Linked DNA regions of Sus scrofa: regions 2 and 3 are each linked to region 1. The links are chromatin contacts, called in public HiChIP or PLAC-seq maps. All regions are on one chromosome and are shown on one strand. Each heading gives the region's core, a stretch centred on a gene start, on an enhancer-like site or on the middle of the called end of the contact. The rest is flanking DNA. Distances are from core to core; before and after follow the strand shown. Region 1 has its middle 45 kb from the start of FZD7. Region 2 overlaps KIAA2012. Region 3 overlaps KIAA2012.

What was found. HiChIP or PLAC-seq counts read pairs in DNA pulled down with a chosen protein or histone mark.
Region 2: a contact with region 1 is called in an H3K27ac HiChIP or PLAC-seq map of skeletal muscle. The contact joins two enhancer-like sites. A contact is called at or near these places in 1 of 47 Hi-C or Micro-C datasets (liver) and 1 of 2 datasets of contacts at active chromatin or transcription factors (skeletal muscle).
Region 3: an H3K27ac HiChIP or PLAC-seq map of skeletal muscle shows a contact between it and region 1, with 4 times the contacts expected there. The contact joins two enhancer-like sites. A contact is called at or near these places in 1 of 47 Hi-C or Micro-C datasets (skeletal muscle) and 1 of 2 datasets of contacts at active chromatin or transcription factors (skeletal muscle).

Annotation. Positions count from the first base shown.
Region 1 is chr15:105,597,146-105,601,429 of Sscrofa11.1, reverse strand. No RefSeq gene overlaps it. Among named protein-coding and RNA genes, the nearest start is that of FZD7, 45 kb to the left of the region's middle. Within about 2 kb of position 1,864, at least 3 of the 83 cell types and tissues checked have an H3K27ac peak or open chromatin away from gene starts, as enhancers often do. A contact at or near this core is called in skeletal muscle, where this site is marked.
Region 2 is chr15:105,742,167-105,746,207 of Sscrofa11.1, reverse strand. The region is part of intron 13 of KIAA2012; the gene reads right to left. Among named protein-coding and RNA genes, the nearest start is that of KIAA2012, 63 kb to the right of the region's middle. Within about 2 kb of position 2,312, at least 31 of the 83 cell types and tissues checked have an H3K27ac peak or open chromatin away from gene starts, as enhancers often do. A contact at or near this core is called in skeletal muscle, where this site is marked.
Region 3 is chr15:105,762,348-105,766,545 of Sscrofa11.1, reverse strand. All of the region lies in intron 14 of KIAA2012, which reads right to left. Among named protein-coding and RNA genes, the nearest start is that of KIAA2012, 83 kb to the right of the region's middle. Within about 2 kb of position 1,830, at least 1 of the 83 cell types and tissues checked has an H3K27ac peak or open chromatin away from gene starts, as enhancers often do. A contact at or near this core is called in skeletal muscle, where this site is marked.

The DNA of each region.
Region 1 (4,284 bases), core at 615-3,114:
TGTCACCTGGACTTTGCCATGGTCTCCCACCTGCCATTCTTACTCCCCTGCATTTATTCCCCATAGCGTAGAATCACACTCCTGTTCAAAGCCCTCCCGTGGTTTCCTCCCTCTCTCATTATAGACCCCACGGCTTCAAAACCCAGGCTGTTCTGGCCTCTGACCCCTGTCCAAGGTCATCTCCCTTTACTCATCACTCCCTCTCTTTCTTCACTCCAGCCATTGGACCTCTTTGCTCTTCCTCAGATATACCAAGCACCTTCCTGCCTCAGGGCCTTTGCCCATGCTGTTCCTTCCTTGTGGAAGACTCTTTCTCAGATACATTTGCAGTTTCCTCCCTCACAACGTTCAAGTCTTCACTCAGACATTTCAGAGTTGCCCTCATGACCCTAAGATAGTAGCCACATTTCTCTCTACTTTACCTTATCTAATTTGTCATCATAGCACACTTTCCTATCTGATATTATGTATTTTTTCATTTACTGCTATCTTATGTTAGAAGCTTTTATCTGTGTCATTCATAATAGTGTCCCTCAAAGCCTAGATAAATGCCCGATACACAGTAGGTGCTCAGTAAATAGCTATTGAGTGAATAAATGTACTTATAAATTAACTGTTTATTGCTCCCCTTCTAATAGGTTGGGCATTAGTCTTGGATTTTTAATGTATGCAACCAAAGGTATTTTTTATTTTATTTTATTATTATTATTTTTTATATTTTATTTATTTATCTTTTCCCCACTGTACAGCATGGGGACCAAGTTACACATACATGTATACATATTTTTTCCTCCCATTGTTGTGTTGCCATGCAAGTATGTAGACATAGTTCTCAGTGCTACACAGTAGGATCTCATTGTAAATCCATTCCAGGAGCAATAGTTTGCATCTGTTAACCCTAAGCTCCCAATCTCTCCCATTCCCTCCCTCTCCCCACCACAGGGCAGCCGCAAGTATATTCTCCAAGTCTATGATTTTCTTTTCTGTGGAAACATTCATTTGTGCTGTATATCAGATTCCAGTTATAAGTGATATCATATGGTATTTGTCTTTCTCTTTCTGACTTATTTCACTCAGTATGAGAGTCTCTAGTTCCATCCATGTTGCTGCAAATGGCATTATGTTGTTCTTTTTTATGACTGAGTAGTATTCCATTGTGTATATATACCACAAAAGATATCTTTTAATTGTAGAAGGAAAAAACTCTCTGAAAACACATTTATCAAAAGATGCCAAAATCCAGAGTTCCCACCGTGGCACAGTTGAAATGAATCTGACCAGGAACCAGGAGGTTGCGGGTTCGATCCCTGGCCTTGCTCAGTGGGTTAAGGATCGGGTGTTGCTGTGAGCTGTGGTGTAGGTCACAGATGCGGCTTGGATCTGGTGTTGCTGTGGCTGTGGCTGTGACTATGCCGTAGGCTGGCGCCTACAGCTCCGATTCTACGCCTAGCCTGGGAACCTCCATATGCTGTGGGTGTGGCCCTAAAAAGGACAAAAGACAAAAAAAAGAAAGAAAGAAAGAGAGAGAGAGAAAGAAAGAAAGAAAGAAAGAAAGAAAGAAAGAAAGAAAGAAAAAAAGATGCCAAAATCCATTAAAAAATTTTTTTTTCTTTAGAAGCTGTAGTCCCAGGTCTGGCTGAGCAAGTGGCCTTATCTAATAGCTTAAGTGGTGGTTAAGTACATTTTGTGATTTGTTACTCTTAATCCTGGGGAATGGCTGCTGATTGATTATAGCCCAGCTGTGCCTGAGGTCACAGGTTCCCGCCCCACGTGACTCTGTCAGCTTTGTTCTTGCCAAGGCTCCAGATTTGTGGCTCTGGCCCTGACCAGCCTCCCCTGGCCAAAGCTGACTGTGGCTTCTAAGAAGACACTTGAGAAGACTTGGGATGAGTTTGCACAGAACCATCCCTGAGCCTGGAAACTCAGTTCACAGCCATTTCAAAGCCAGCTACTATAGCTGAAACCACACAGTCGTGGTGAAGGGCTAAGTGTGACTGCATAGAGATGAGGTTCAGGCTGGTGGCCTCATGGGGCATAGTTTGGTCTGTGAAGCCGCTTGGGTCCCAGAGGTGGCATCTGGTAAAGAAAAACTTTCTTTTACCAAATCCACATAAAGGCCAGTGGATGATCAGGCAAATTTGAGCACAAACCATAATTTTTTCTCCTTCATTTATCAAAGAAAAACAGCCTTAAGACATCCCTGAAATCTTCAAGTAGGTCTTTATCTTTATTGCCGAAATGCTTGTCCTGGTATTGCATGTGCTTCTCTATCATCCTCAAGAACTGAAGAAGCAGCACCCCCTACCTTTTTTTGGCCTTTCCCATGTCATGCATGTCCATCCCAGGCCAGGATTGAACTCATGCCACAACAGTGACCCAACCCAGAGCAGTGATAATGCCACATTCTTTAAAAAAATTTTTTTCCATTATAGTTGATTTATAGTGTTCTGTCAATTTCTGCTGTATAGCAAAGTAGCCCAGTTATACATATGTATATACATTCTTTTTCTCACATTATCCTCCATCATGTTCCATCACAAGTGATCAGATAGAGTTCCCTGTGCTATACGGCAGGATCTCATTGCTTTTCCACTCCAAATGCAATAGTCTGCATCTATTAACCCCTAATTCCCAGTTCATCCCACTCCCTCTCTCTCCCCCTTGGCAACCAGATGATGCCAAATTCTTAACCCACTGTACCACCAGGGAATTCTGCATCCCCTTTTTTTAATAGGCGGAGAAAAATGAAGCAGAGACAGTCACGTGACTCATTTGCTTATTCCTGCTTATCAGACTGATTGTCCTCATGTCCACAGAGATTTTTCGGATAAACACTGCCTTTAAATCCTTGAGCCCCACCTGGCAATACACTTCCCTGCCCTTGGCTAATGGAAGAAATCGGGAAATCTAGAAGCAAGAAAATGTAATTGGAAGGAACCTGCAAAAACTTTCTAGAACCTCTGTCTTTCCCTTGTCTTTAGAGCGATGATTCTGCTTCATGTAGAAAGAAGAAGGAAATTGATAAGAAGCACTGACTCTACCGGTGGCTGACTAACTAACCCATCACTTGGGTTGTCAATGAAGATAGCATTTCCCTGGAATTTTATCACTGGGTTTCAGGTCCTCCCCCCTCCTCCAGGGATCATTTTTCACATGTAGTTCATTTACCAGTTGTTGTAGGGAACAGGTTGCTCTGTTGAAGCTGGAGGAAAAAAAAAAAAAAAGGATCAGGCATGGTAAGGCCTCTTCTATTCTGAATCCCAGGGACTCAGGCCAGGACCCCATAGATGATGCGATCAGCATCAGACAGGAGTTGATAAATAGAAAAAAAAATTTTTTTCTTTGGTCAGATAGTTGTTTATTTTTTATTTAATTTTTAAAAATGATTTTTTATTTTTTCCGTCATAGCTGGTTTACAGTGTTTTGTCAATTTTCTACTGTACAGCAGAAAGAAATTTTATCTTATAAAAATTCAGGTTTAGGAGTTCCCGTTGTGGCATAGCGGAAATGAATCTGACTAGGAACCATGAGGTTGCAGGTTTGATCCCTGGCCTTGCTCAGTGGGTGAAGGATCCGGTGTTGCCATGAGCTGTGGTATAGGTGGCAGACGAGGCTCGGATCTGACATTGATGTGGCTGTGGTGTAGGCCAGCAGCTGCAGCTCCGATTAGATCCCTAGCCTGGGAACCTCCATATGCTGCGAGTGCGGCCCTAAAAAGCAACAACAACAACAACAACAACAAAAAAAAATTAAAATAATTCCAGGTTTAGGGAGTTCCCGTTGTGGCACAGTGAAAATGAATCTGACTAGTATCCATGAAGATTCGGGTTCAATCCCTGGCCCCGCTCAGCAGGTTACAGATCCTGTGTTGCTGTAGTGTAGGCTGGCAGCTGTAGTTCCAGTTCAACCCCTAGCCTGGGAACCTCCATATGGAGTGGGTGCGGCCCTAAAAAAAAAAGGAAAAAAAAATTCAGGTTCAGAAGGAAATCCTGCCATTGCAACACCTTGGATGGACCTCGAGGGCATCATGCTAAGGCAGGCAGAGAAAGACAAATGCTGTACCATCTCACTCATATGTGGAACCTAAAAAAGACAAACTCAGAGAAATGTAGAGGGGCAGTTACCAGTGGCTGGGGGATGGGGGAAGCGGGGACTTATTGGTCAAAGGGTCCACACTTCGAGGTATAAGATTAATGAGTGTGGGGGAAACTGAGGCAAAGCATTTGGGAGGCCTCCCGCAGAGGAGATGGTGCCGAGGGAGTCGGGTGGCGGCCAGGTTCGCGT
Region 2 (4,041 bases), core at 1,063-3,562, 140 kb before region 1:
AACTCCATTAAGGAGTGGGCTCAGGGTCCATCTCCTCCCAAGCTTGCATAGATAGATTTGGATGGATTAGAGGGCTTCATATTTTGAGATCCAGACTTTTCAGAAAAATAGGTGATTTGCCCCTCACCTCCTTAAAGCCTAGGATCAGAGGCATAAAATGCTGAAAAGGGGTTGTTGAATTCTTACAAGAGAATTCTGATGGCCCTATCCAATAATCTAATACAAACCTAATTAAGGTTAAATAATTTAAACAGCAGTTAAAAAAAATAATGACACTGTGGTGTTGACCCTTGTTTCACTTGCTGTATACCTGCTGTTTGCTCCTGGTCATTTTAAGCCAGCTCTCCTCATGATCCATTATTCCTCTTTACAGGGAGAATTTTGGAAAGAAAAGAAAAACAATGAAAAATGAAGCAGATAAAATAAAAACCAAAAATGTAGCCCAACATAGCCATCATTTCAAACACTATTATTTGCAGGTCTTTAAAGACACAGCAATTTTTTTGCACAGTTGAGGTCACAGTTGACATCACTTTGATTTCCACTTTTAAAATGGAATCGGTAGTTCTCAACGTGGGGTTGGGGCTGGGATGTGTGTGATTTTTGCCTTCCAGGGGACATTTGGCATGGACTGGAGACACTTTTTGACTGTCACTAGTGGCCGTGTGTGTGTGTGTGTGTGTGTGTGTGTGTGTGTGCGCGCGCGCGCGCGCGCCACGTGCGCGCTCGCGCTACTGGCATCTAGTGGGTAGAGAGTTGGGATGCTGCTTAGCATCCTACAATGCATGAGAAAGCTCCCACAACAAAGACTATCTGGCAATGGTGTTGAAGTTGAAAAACTCTGTGTTAAACCTTTTGTATTAAATCAAAGCTTCTAGGAAAAACAAACATTATTTTTTAATGCCTGAATTAAATCCCACACAATTAATTTAATAACGTCTCTGGCTGTTTCCAATTTTTTTGTATTACAGATAGTGCTGCAATGGCCACCTTCACCCATTTTTTTTTTTTTTTCTGCTCAGCTATTTCCTTAGGATAAATCCCCAGAAGTCAGAAATACTGAATCAATGGATATGAAAATTTTCCATGTTTCACAAGTCATACTGCCATTTTGATTTACAAGCGAATTGAACCAAACTACAACCCATTGGAAGTGTGTTAAGTGTATCAGTTTTACCAATACCTCAGCAGTACTGAGTGTTACCATTAAAAAAAAGGTGAGAGAAGGCACAAATCTCAAATCTCAAATAAAAATGGCACCTCCAGTTTGCCTCAATTTATTTATTTATTTATTTTTTCAGTTTGCCTCAATTTAAACTGCTACTCAGACAAAAAATTTGCTATTCAGGATGAATCTTGTTTGTTCTCTATTATTTTTGACATGAATTGTTTATGTCTCCTGCTTCTTTTTCTAACTGGTTTTCAATGTTTTCCTTTTAAAATCGCTCATAATCTTTACCGAGCATAGCTAGTCATGCTGTTGCAGTTAATGCAATTATTTTTCTTCCTTTTTTAAAAGTTTTACTTTCTCCTCACTCACGATAGATATATTAACACTCCTGCTGGAATTTTCATTTACAATTTTAATGCTCTTTTTAGGTGCTAGTAACCTCACGCAACCTTTGGCCTCTACATAGAGAGGCCCTGGGGAAGAGGAAAAGCTTCTCTAGTGATTGATGTCAGCCACCGAGCTAAGAGCAGGGCTTGGACTCTGACCGTATCCCGGGAACTAATTTCCCTTAATCAAATGAAAGACCTTAGGAGGAGCCACAAGGCAAAAAGGAAAATCTATGTGAAGGAGAATACCAAATTCTGTGAGGAGCGTGGAGGACCTGCATTCAAAAAAGGGCACCATACCTTTAGGACTTCAGAACTGGCAAAGCTCCACATGCAGCTATTAATATGCAAAAAATGCCTTCATAAATACTTGATTCTGTTCACAGTGGGGAGGCAGTTCATTTGAAAGAGGAAATGGGAGCTTGGAGTTGAAACACGTCTGCTTGTCTCCTTTTTCTTTTTTCATTTCTCTTTTCATCTCCTCGTTTCTCCTAGTAGGTTTCTTCCCCCTCTTTCCCCAACTCAACCCCCTCCTGCGACTCCTAGGACGTTGTCGCCAGTCGCTACTCATTTCTGGTTTTGGTTTTACCGCCCAGGTCCGCATTCTCCACCAGGGGTGGAGGAGGTGCCTCGGCGGCGAGTCCCACCGGTTGCCCGCCCGCGTGCCGGAGGCGGAAGACGGGATCCCTCCTGCTCGCGGCCCCGGCGCGGACCGCGGCTCGGGAAACGCACAGCCGAGGGTTTAAAAACTCCAACCAGTAGGGGGCACCAGAGGCAGCCTCCAGAACTGGGTAAATCCGGGAACCCGGTCACGTCTGCAAAGCACCCGCTGGCTTTCACTCTCACCCGCCCGTCAGAAATTGCTTTCCAAATCGAGGTATGTGACTTCTCGTGAAAGCGTGGTGATGCCAAAATAGTCCACCCTTGGTGGGGGGTAGTTGCTATTTTGGTTTTGTGTTTTCACTCGAAGCTAACACACTGATAAAAAAAAAAAAGTAAAAGTATTTTGTGACTAAACTCCTAATGTGGTCCGACCCCAGGGAAGGGAGGGAGGGGGTGAATTAGGGGGCAGTTAAAGGCCAGGCGAGCAGAAACCCCTGATGCTGATAGAGATCAATTTTGTGTGACCCCCTAGCCTGCCGCAGAGTGGAAAGGCGACAGAGGGAGGGATTCACTGAATTTGCCAGTGGCTCATCAAGGTACGTAACCGAAATCTGCTGGGCAGAAATTTGTCTCTAAATCTTTTCCAGATGATTTATAGTAAACATGAAATTAGTCATTTACATAGAGTAGGTTGAGGAAGTAGTTAAAATTGAAGTGATTAATAAAGAGCCATTAGCCTCCAAAAGTACGGGGGTGGGGGAGGCGCAGAAGACACTCCCCTCCCCTAAGGCGCCCCACCCTCATTTTCTTCGCGTTTGGGGGCTAGTGGGGCGTCCGAGACTTTTCCTCAAATAACTTTCCTTTAGTGGGGCGTCTTCTTTTTTTTCCTTTTTCCTTTGGCCGGGCCAGAGGCATGTGGCAGTTCCGCGGCTGGGGATTCCCACCCGCGCAGCGGCAAAACGCCAGCAACTGCAGTGACAACGCGGGATCCTTAACCCACTGTGCCACAGGGGGACTCACAGGGGGACTCACAGGGGGCTACTTCTAAAGGAAATAAAACTTGCTTGAACAAATCAGCTGGTTCTGGTGGGAACAGCCCCCTCCTCTCACAAAGGAGGCACAGGCAATTCTCTCTCTCTCTCTCTTTTTTTTTTTTTTTTGCTTTTTAGGGTCACACCCATGGCATATGGAGGTTCCCAGGCTAGGGGTCTAATCGGAGCTACAGCTGCTGGCCTACACCACAGCCACAGTAAGGCCAGATCCCAGCCGCATCTTTGACTTACACCACAGCTCACCACAATGTGGGATCCTTCACCCACTGAGCAAGGCCAGGGATCGAACCTGCCACCTCATGGTTCCTAGGTGGGATTCGTTTTCACTGCACCCAGATGGGAACTCCCAGGCACAGGCAATTCTCAGAGCGAGCTGGTTTGTGCAGCCTCACAGGGGAAATGAGGAGACTAGAGTTTAGGACCCTCGGTCTAGTGGTCCTGTTTTTGACTGCAAGGGTAATAATTCAGTCTAGGACTTAATTTGACATGACGGAGCCACTCTTTCATTGCAGGTGATATGAGGTCTCTTAAAATACAACCATGAGGCTGTGTGAATTTGGAGTGTTTAGGGTATAGGAGGTATTCTCAAGGCCTTTGGAGTTGTGGAATTATTGAAATATAGCACAGTGTATTTTCCTCAGTCACAGACTCTCTTGAAAAAGAAAACCTTCTAGATCCCTTAGAAAGAGTGTCTTCAAAGCAGGTATGTTAAAAAAAAAAATTGTAAATATTGCTTCTGTGGTTCCTCAGTGGCAGGAAGTGTGGGCTCTGCCATGTTTTACCTCAGGGGAGGCCTGACCCTGGCCAGGGATTCAACAGTGAGAGTTCA
Region 3 (4,198 bases), core at 581-3,080, 170 kb before region 1:
CCTCCTTTGGAAGAATTTTAATGCCCGGAAGACTAAACCTTCTGTCTTTTTTTTTTTCTTAGGGCTGCATCCACAGCATATGGAGGTTCCCAGGCTAGGGGCTGAACCTGAGCTGTAGCTCCCAGCCTACGCCACTGCCACAGCAATGGGGGATCTGAGCCGCATCTGCAATCTACACCACAGCTCGCAGCAACCAGATCCTTAACCCACTGAGTGAGGCCAGGGATTGAACCTGCATCCTCATGGATGCTAGTCAGATTGGTTTCCGCTGAGCCATAACAGGAACATTCAATCTTAACAACATGTAGCTATGAGCCTTCAGGGGCAAGGACTATTCCTCTCATTCCACAGATGGGGAGACAGAGGCAGACTCAGGGATTTGGAAAGAATCTTTTGAGGAGTCCCTGTTATAAAAAGACGTAGTCTTAATTTGAAATTCTGCCTGTTGCTTAGAAAAGTGTCAAAAAGCTATCATATATGAACATACATGTGAAAAGACATATACCTAAATCATTCCTTGCAATAGATTGGAAACAACCTACATATTCAATCAATTGGGGACATATTGCATACATTATGGTAATTCGTACAACAGAATACTATGCAATCATTAAAAAGCATCTCAACACAGAATTTCAAGATACATTGAGTAAAAAAAGTAAGACTGTGAGCAATGTGTAAGAGATGTAGAAACATGTATAAAATACTTCTCTGTCTGTGTTTCTATCTTGTATTGGCCTCTATTTGCATACTGCAACTCAGGAAGGGCACACAGAAAACTAGCAACAGTGTGGTCCAAGGGGAAGGGAACCCAGCTGCTGGGAGACATACCTTTTTATACTTAAATTTTAAAAAACTCCTGAGTATATTTTGGATTCAAAATTTGAATTAAAAAAAGTAAAACTAGGAGTTCCCATTGTGACTTAGAAGGTTAAGAACCTGACTAGTATCGATGAGGATGAGGATGTGGGCTTGAACCCTGGCCTCGATCAGTGGGTTAAAGATCTGGCGTGGCATGGATCACAGATGCAGTTCGGATCTGGTGTTGCTGTGGCTGTGGTGTAGGCAGCTGCAGGTCTGATTCGACTCCTAGCGTGGGAACTGCCGTATGCTATGGATTCGGCCCTAAAAATACCAAAAAAAAAAAAAAAAGTAAAAAGTAAAACTAAAAAAAATGCTGTCACTTTTAATATCAGTTACAAAGGCGATGACTGAAACATAGGCAATAATACTTGGTGAGCAATATACACAGAAGGACTGAAAATTCAAATCCCAGCTCTGTTATTCTGGCCAAATCATTTGCTCTTTATCTGTTCCTTCTGCTTAGGAATATTTATTATTGAGTGTCTGTCGTGTGTCAGGTACTGTGCTGGGTACTGAGGCACAAGGCCGAGAGATCTATTTGTAGAGAATCCCTGTAGAGAAATGACTAGAAATCTCACGTTGCCATGCAGTGTGATAAATCTTGTGACAGATTATGACAGGTTTCTGCAGGACCTCGCGGGAGGTGAAGCTAAATTAGGCCAGGAAGGTTTGTTTACCAGTGGACACGGTGTTAAGTCTTGCAGAGAAGGGGAGGTAGGGCAGTTCCCACAGAGGAAACCGCAGGTACTGGTTTGTGGGGGAGGCTGGCGGGGCTGCAGAGCCTGGGCCGTGTGAATCAGACACCAGCCAGATCTTGAATGTTGCAGTCTGGAATTTTTTTTTTTTAATTCATTTGTTATATTTTTCTATTTATAAAAGCAATATATTTTTGATGCCAAGATTTAACAGGAAGGCCACTGGAGACGTGGTAGGAGTGTCCAGCAACCCAGTGGTATGACCCAGCTGTATTTAGAAAGGGCACTGGCAGCAGTGCGGTATTAGAGGGCTGGGGGGGTGGGGGTGGGCGCAGAGAGTAACAAACACGTTGTAAACACAAACAGCCACACTCAAACGAGACAGAAGACATAGCTGCCCCAGCTGTCAGGGTGCAGGTCCTGGCGTCAGACTGCCTGCTGTCTGCACTGAAGCCCTGACGCCCACACCTCATGCCTTTCAGCTCGTGTGAGATACTTAACCCCTAGCCTCAGGTTCTTTGTTCGACAGAGGCTGGGCCAGGTTGCCTGAAGTTCTCATCTGTTTTTGGAGAACCTTCCACCGGTCCTGCCCTCTACTCTCACCCACAGCCCCCCATCTGAGCGTGGTACTTCTAGGCCCACAGCCGGCTTTGATAAGGAACTATCAAAGCTCCCCATAGGATGGGGGAGCAGGGGCTGCAGGAGCCAGAGTTCGGCCATGTGCCGCATGACCTATCATTGAAGCTCAGCCTCTCCATCTGTGAAATGGGAATAAAAATAAATTTGGGAAATTCCCGTCGTGGCGCAGTGGTTAACGAATCCGACTAGGAACCATGAGGTTGCGGGTTCGGTCCCTGCCCTTGCTCAGTGGGTTAACGATCCGGCGTTGTCGTGAGCTGTGGTGTAGGTCACAGACGCGGCTCGGATCCCATGTTGCTGTGGCTCTGGTGTAGGCCGGCGGCTACAGCTCCGATTGGACCCCTAGCCTGGGAACCTCCATATGCCGCGGGAGCAGCCCAAAGAAATAGCAAAAAGACAAAAATTTAAAAAAAAAAAAAAATTTGTAGGGAGTTCTTAAAAGGCTTAATAAGGAAAATACATTTGGCAATTCCATGTAGCATATCATGTAATGTAATTTCAATGCCTTCCTAATGCTTGAAGGAAATCAGTATCTCGTGAGTTTCAACTTCAAGGGTGTACAAGTTTTCTTGTGTAGTAAAAAGATCTCACACTTATTCTTTCTTTCTTTTTGGCTTTTTAGGGCTGCACCTGCGGCATATGGAGGTTCCCAGGCTAGGAGTCGAATCAGGAGCTGTAGCTTCTGGCCTATACCACAGACACAGCAACGCGGGATCTGGGCCGCGTCTGCAACCTGCACCATGGCTCACAGCAACACCAGATCCTTAACCCACTGAGTGAGGTGAGGGATCCAACCTGCATCCTTATGGAGGCTAGTCAGATTCGTTTCCCTGAGCCACCATGGGAACTCCTCATACTCATTCTTAATAAAGAAAACTGAAATCATAAGGTATCTAATGTTATTAAGATTAAAATATATTATTATTTTTTTTTTGTCTTTTTTTTTGCCTTTTCTTGAGCCACTCCTGCGGGATATGGAGGTTCCCAGGCTAGGGGTCTAATTGGAGCCGTAGCCACCGGCCTATGCCACAGCCACAGCAACGCAGGATCTGAGCCGGGTCTGCAACCTACACCACAGCTCATGGCAACGCCGGTTCCTCAACCCACTGAGCAAGGCCAGGGATCGAACCCACAACCTCATGGTTCCTAGTCAGATTCGTTAACCACTGTGCTACGACGGGAACTCCTAAAATATATTATTAAGTTTCCACTCCTCTCTCAGATTCTGAAGCCAGAACAGGTATGTACAATTAAATTTTTCTCAGGAACAGACTAGATAGACATCAATATCAGGGATTGTGGGTTTGGTGGCTTTGAATCCTAGCTCCTTCTGCTGCCAGCCACATTACCCTTCATCATCTCATCTCACCAATCCTCTGTTTCCTCATCTGCAGCGTGGCAAACAGCACACTTAACAGGAAGGGTAGTGGGGAAATCAAATAAGGTTTAACATGTGAGAGACCTGGCTCTTAACAGGGATCGGCAAATGTTTTTTCCTGTCTCGTTTGTGAATTGACTCCTTTAGAGACGTGAAGATTCTTTGAACAGTATTATTTCATGTAATTCTCGCCTCACTGTTGAGAGGCAGGTGTGGAGGTCCCAGCATTATTATCTCCATTTAACTAAAGAGGAAGCAGAGTCCCAGAAGCATTACAAGTCACTCAGAGTCAGAGAACACCCAGGGCTTCCCAATTACTGGTCAGATACTTTGATATTGATAATAGTCCACCTAATCCTGGGCTTCTTTCTCTGGGAACTGGAACAGACTCAATGTCCCGAATATTTTTCCTGGCAAAATTGATTCAAGGGTTCTGGAATCACTGCATCTCGAAACCAGCCTGCAATCCCTCGGCACTTCTTTTGCCAGTGGTCAACAAAGCAGGTTTCAGTGACTCTGGGCACCAGAACTTGCCTCCTAGGGGACCTGCTCCATCTTTAGACAATGTCTTTTTTTTTTTTTTTTTCCTTTTGGGGCACACCCAAGGCATATGGAGGTTTGC